Regions from separate parts of the Mus musculus genome. Here region 1 is linked to region 2. Evidence: chromatin contacts called from public HiChIP or PLAC-seq data. All regions are on one chromosome and are shown on one strand. Each heading gives the region's core, a stretch centred on a gene start, on an enhancer-like site or on the middle of the called end of the contact. The rest is flanking DNA. Distances are from core to core; before and after follow the strand shown.

Region 1 (2,700 bases), core at 154-2,653, 620 kb after region 2:
AAAGCCAAACTCAACCTTCGGGACAGAAAACAAAGTCCCCTGCCTCATCTCTCTTCTGTGTAGCCCAGTCATGGGAGTGGGGGTGGGAGAAGGGAGGGGGAAATCTCAGGAAAGGTTTACCAGGAAGTAGTTTACCACCCTCACTCTTGAGCACACAATGGGAACTCCCTCTTCTGTCTTGAGTCTAAACCAAGGGGCCTTGTTAGCACCCTGATAGAATGCATGGCCCAGTACAGACTGGCTAAAATCAGAGGACCCGATGGCCCCTAGCCTATTTCATTATGCTCCTGCCTCAGGGAGAAATGGCTCAGGGCTGCCTACTTATCAGTGGAGTGGAAGTGGGGGTGGGGGCACTGAAAACTTGTTTTAAGAGCCTCTGATTTCCAAATTGTCATGGGAAGCAGTGGCAGAGGCGGGCATGGGGATGCATGGGGGATGGGGGATATACCCATCTGTGTGTTCTGAAGCCACCATCAGTTAAATTTTGCCACTGCCCTTCCCTTCGCCCAGGGACCAGCTGCACAGAGGCTCTATTTTCAGCAGCAGCAGCAGCAACACAAATGTCCGGCACAGCCAGTCAACTTCCTGGTGTGAAACCCTAGTGCCTGGTCTCCCAGGCCCCAGGGTGCAACAGGCAGACCTCTCAGACAAGGTTCTGGACTGAATACAGTTCTCTGCCTGCTGCTTCCTATCCTAGTGTGACTGTACTTATAAAATGACATGTCAGGCACCGTGCAAAGCGTTGTACAGACATTGCCTCCTTGGTTACTATGGGAGAGGCATGCTGTGTACGGAACAATCATATCATACCTGTTGCTCATAACATTAGTTCCTCAAAGCACTGTTTGCATGGGGAGGAGAAATGGATTTGACTTCTATATTTTGCAGGGAAACTTCCAGATGCCTCAGTCTGAGTCAGGTCTGTGGCAGTCATGTCTACGGTGGACATAACTTCTTCAGACTGCCCATCTTAACTCACAAGTGTGTTTCTGTCCCACTGTTTCTCCCATCAAGAATGAGGTCTTTTAGATGCCTGTTTCTCAGCTTTTCTCTTGCTTGTTCAACCGAGGTGTTTCTTGCCAGGACCAGAGAGGCAGGGATTCTGGGCCCGGCTATGGACTGGCTGGCCACCCGAGGTCTGGCAAACATCCCTTCCAGCCAGGGGCTCTGGGCTGCGGGTCCTAGAAGGAGCTGCCAACAGAGTGCAGGGTTTCAGGGGAAGGCCGTTGGTGCCAGTGGGAAGGCAAGGGCTGGCTGGCCAGAGGCCCTTCTTCACAGCTCAATGCCGGGTGGCTCCTCTACTTATGAGCTTTGTGAGATTTAGATCACTCGGGATTAGCCACAGGTTTTGGGGGTCAAAGCAGAGGTTAGAAAGAGTTCTTTCCCCATGAATCACACTTCCCCAAAATGTAAAACTCCCACAGGAGTCAGCTTGCTTTATAGAACTGGCAGCAGGGAGGGGGACAGCTAGAACTCGTGGGGAGCTTTTCCTGAAGAAACTTCTGGAAATGCTGGACAAAGGAATTTGTGGGTAGGAAAGGAGCCAGTGGACAAAGATTCTCTGGGACAAGTTAGGTGGACTGGAGCTGGCAAGCAGACTGCCACGAGGCTTACAGATACTGCTGGCCTAGAGGGCTAGGCACACTGGTAGTGTAGTGTGTGAGCAGAGTCAAATGTGGCAACTGTGTGTTTCCTTGTTCCTTCCTGGATTGAGCTGGTACCTTCTCAATGACATCGGCAGAATTCTCTTGATGGTCTCAGAATAGCAATGTGCTTATCAACGCCCAAGTCTGGCCACTTCACAGTTCATAGCCTTTGCTTTCCAGCCCAGCATGTGGTGTCGTCTAAATGAGTGAATGAGCAGAGGCTGTTGAGAGAGTTCTTTCAGTTCTGTTGGAGACTGTCAGGGCTAGCCCCAAGCATTAGGAGCCAAGAAAAGCATCAAGGGATAGAGAGATGGCTCAGTGGTTAAGAACACCCACGTGACAGCTCACAACCGTCTGTAAACTCCTGTTCCAGGGGATCTGACACCCTTCACACCGACATACATGCAGTCAAAACACCAATGGACATAAAATTAAAAAATAAATAAAAAATTTTAAAAAGAAAAGCTTCAATTTATTTAAAGAAAAAAAAAATACAATAAAGACATGCCCTCCTTAAGACCCAGATGGCCAGGTGACACTTTAGGAAGCCGTCTTGGTGAGGTTTGTTCTTTTAGGTCTTCATTTCTCACTCACCAGCCTTTCTGTGAGCCCCTGAAGAAGCCCACAACCCAGACAGGGCAACACCCACTCCTGCTGGTCTTTAAAGCAAGGTATTTTGAGGGCTCAGCGCACTCCAGCGAGCCGCTCACTCCCACAGACCCAGGCTTTACAGAGGCAGTGCCAGGACAGGGCTGAACAGGGCTGACATGGGAGTGGCCTTCTGCCCTCCTCCTAAGTTTGGTTCTTGAAAAGAGCAAGGGTAAGTGTCTACCTTGAGGTCACATAGCTAGTAATTGACCCCAGAACCCCATTCCTCAGCTTTCTTTCTAAACTTGAGTCAAACTTTTATTTATTTATCTATTCAATGTGCATTGGTGTTTTGCCAGCGTGTATCTCTGTGTGTCACATGCCCGGGAACTGGAGTTACAGACAGTTGTGAGTTGCCATGTGGGTGCTGGTCCTTTGGAAGAGCATCAAATGCTCTTAGCCTGAG
Region 2 (2,700 bases), core at 168-2,667:
CTCTGACTTGTTCCTGTGGCCTGCCTGCTACTGGGATTTTCCGTGGTGTACTCACCTTCTGCCTTTTGCCTGTATTCCTGCTGCTGAGAGTGGCTGCGGGGGCACAGCCTGGGAGCCGCAGGCCAACCTGCGGCCCCCACCTTCCCGGGCTCCAGGCAACTAGCCTTTTGTATATACATACTTCATTGCCTACACCTACCTCTCTGATCTCAGTGTCTTAGGAGTGGCTCTTTGCTGTGAACCTGCCTCTCCTACCTGGGTGCTCTCATCCTCAGGAGTCAGTTTGCAAATGCTGGCCAAGTACCCCACCGAACGCTAGTTTTTGCCTAACACTTGCTCAGAGCGTCTCCCAGCTGGTTGATTAAAGGGTCGGAAGCCCCAGGTGGAGCATCTGTGAGCAAATTGATAACCTCTCACGCTCACAGATAATTTTATTCCTATTACCCCCCCCCCAAACAAAACAAAACAAACAAACAAAACAAATCACACTTATTCCGAGCAGAAAAAGTCCAGGTCTTCCTATAGCCGCTGAGCCCTGCTCAGGCCTTCTTTTCCATGAAAACATGTATGTGGTCGGGGGCGGTGGGGTGAGGAGAGAAGCACTTTAGCTCTAGGTCAGCCAGCCTACCTCCTGTGTCAAGGAATTAGTTCGGAATGGGTCCTGGGATCTCCAAGCAGGTGGTCAATCACACAAAGCATTAGTATGGTTGATGTTTGAGGTCTTTTACAAGTAAACTCTGGCTGAAATGTGGACTTCCCTTAAATTCTGGGATTTGTAGTCCCAGAAATAACCTCGTGGGTTATGAATTTAAGAAGTGGCAAGGCAGCCGGGCGTGGTGGCGCACGCCTTTAGTCCCAGCACTCTGGAGGCAGAGGCAGGTGGATTTCTGAGGCCAGCCTGGTCTACAAAGTGAGTTCCAGGACAGCCAGGGCTACACAGAGAAACCCTGTCTCGAAAAAAAAAAAAAAAGAAGAAGTGGCAGGGCGCTCTGACTCCTGGTCTGCACGGAGTTCAGGAAGTCATCCTCTCCTGTAGTCAGGGAAGAGTGTGACTGACCTCAGGACTGGCCTTGAGTACCAGGTAGGCGTCTGGCATAGCCAGTAACCTGTTTTCTTTCTGGTTGGTAGCATTTCTGGGGACCACCAACTGGCTGAGGCCCAGGGACAGAGACGTCTGCTCCAGCTAAAAGGTTAGTTGTGATGTACGTGGCCAGTTGGCACTGTGTAAGCTAAGATGAGCCTCAGCCCCACAAGCCAGAGAACTTGGCGAGGTCCCTGGCACTCCCACTTCCTCAAAGCTATGAGACAGGAGTGTTCTCCTTATGTGACTAGGCATAAGTTCCAAGTGGGGAGGGGACTGGCTCAGCATCCGGAGCCAAAACAAGAATAGAACTGGGAGCTGGGCCTGAAGCAGTTCAGGCTTTGGGCTCTCTGCATCAACACAGCCAGCATGCCTATGATTTCTGTGCTGGGCAAAATGTTTCTGTGGCAGCGCGAAGGGCCTGGAGGACGATGGACTTGTCAGACAAGTCGCAGAGGTGAGAGCAGAGATCATGGATGTGATCTGGGAAGCGATGGGAAACTGAGCAAAAAGGAACACCAGGTGTGGAGAGGAAACTCTCTCTGGTTTAGATATTGGGAAGCAGACTGAAAGGGAGAGACTCGGGTTGGGGCCATTAGGTAATGACTTACAAGGGTGAAACTTAGAAAAATCATGGGTTTGTTGGGAGTGATAGCCCAGTTGAGATTGGTGAGAGGAAAGAATCCTGGGGAGAAGGAGAGTGAGAGGGGGCCAGTGCTGGTGGGCAAATTTCATGCACTTTTCAAGGGTTGAGATGCGGGCGGAGAGGTCAGGGGTTACTCATATTTGGGTATGAGTAACGTAAGTTCTGATGGCAAAATAGTTGTAGAGGAAGGTGTCCTTAGGGATGCCACAGTCAGTTGTGGGATAGGGGGTTTCAGGAGAGTTATGTGCGTGAACTCAGATTGTCTGCGAGATGGGGGAGGGGTAATAAAAAATGACACGGCAGCACGGTGAAAATGGCAGTCTTGGTAGAAGTGGGAATGCAGATGAACACCGTTCCCTCCCGACTCCTCAGTGGCTTCGGACCCTGCCTGGGCTGTGGAGTGGATCGAACTCCCTCGAGGTCTCTCTCTGTCCTCCCTGGGATCTGCTCGAACTCTCCGAGGCTGGAGTCGGTCCCCCCGTCCTTCTTCCGTGGACAGCCAGGACTTGCCAGAGGTGCTGCGCCTTTTCTGTGCATGTTTGGCGGCGGGGGGTGGGGGTGGGGGTGGCGTTCACATTGAGGGTTCGTGTGACCCCTCCCCGTTCCTGCCTCACCATCCTGCTTCGGGCTCTTTTTTCCTGCTAGCGGAGGCGCTATCCGGCAGGCCGCCCCCGCGCCGGTCTGCTCTGCTCGGCGTGGTGCCAGCGGGCTGGCTTGCTAGCGCCTTCGGTGCTGACGTCAGCGCATCCCAGGCCGTATCCCGGGAGACCCTGTTGCATGGTGATGGGTTGCCAGGGAGATATACACCTTTTTCTTTGGGCCAGGGCCGCAGCTGCGCGGAGCGTCGCTGGGCATGGATGGCCCCGGCTGGGGGAAGAGAGGGGAGGGAGGGAGAGCCGGCCAGGAAACACCCGCCAGGTTCCCCTTCCCACAGGCCTGGCCAGAGGCTATCGGCGCCAATCTGGAGGCCCTG

The links. HiChIP or PLAC-seq counts read pairs in DNA pulled down with a chosen protein or histone mark.
Region 1: a contact with region 2 is called in an HNF4G HiChIP or PLAC-seq map of pancreatic cancer cells. The contact joins the enhancer-like site here to the promoter of Fam131a in region 2. A contact is called at or near these places in 3 of 39 promoter capture datasets (the 3T3-L1 cell line, cranial neural crest and hippocampal neurons), 1 of 115 datasets of contacts at active chromatin or transcription factors (pancreatic cancer cells) and 1 of 9 other capture datasets (embryonic stem cells).

The regions. Positions count from the first base shown.
Region 1 is chr16:21,317,643-21,320,342 of GRCm38.p6, forward strand. No RefSeq gene overlaps it. Among named protein-coding and RNA genes, the nearest start is that of Gm16863, 22 kb to the left of the region's middle. Within about 2 kb of position 1,404, at least 69 of the 459 cell types and tissues checked have an H3K27ac peak or open chromatin away from gene starts, as enhancers often do.
Region 2 is chr16:20,693,640-20,696,339 of GRCm38.p6, forward strand. It overlaps Fam131a (family with sequence similarity 131, member A), which reads left to right and starts at 1,418. Exons shown (of 6, transcript NM_133778.2): 1 at 1,418-1,538; 2 at 2,100-2,242. The coding sequence starts at 1,451.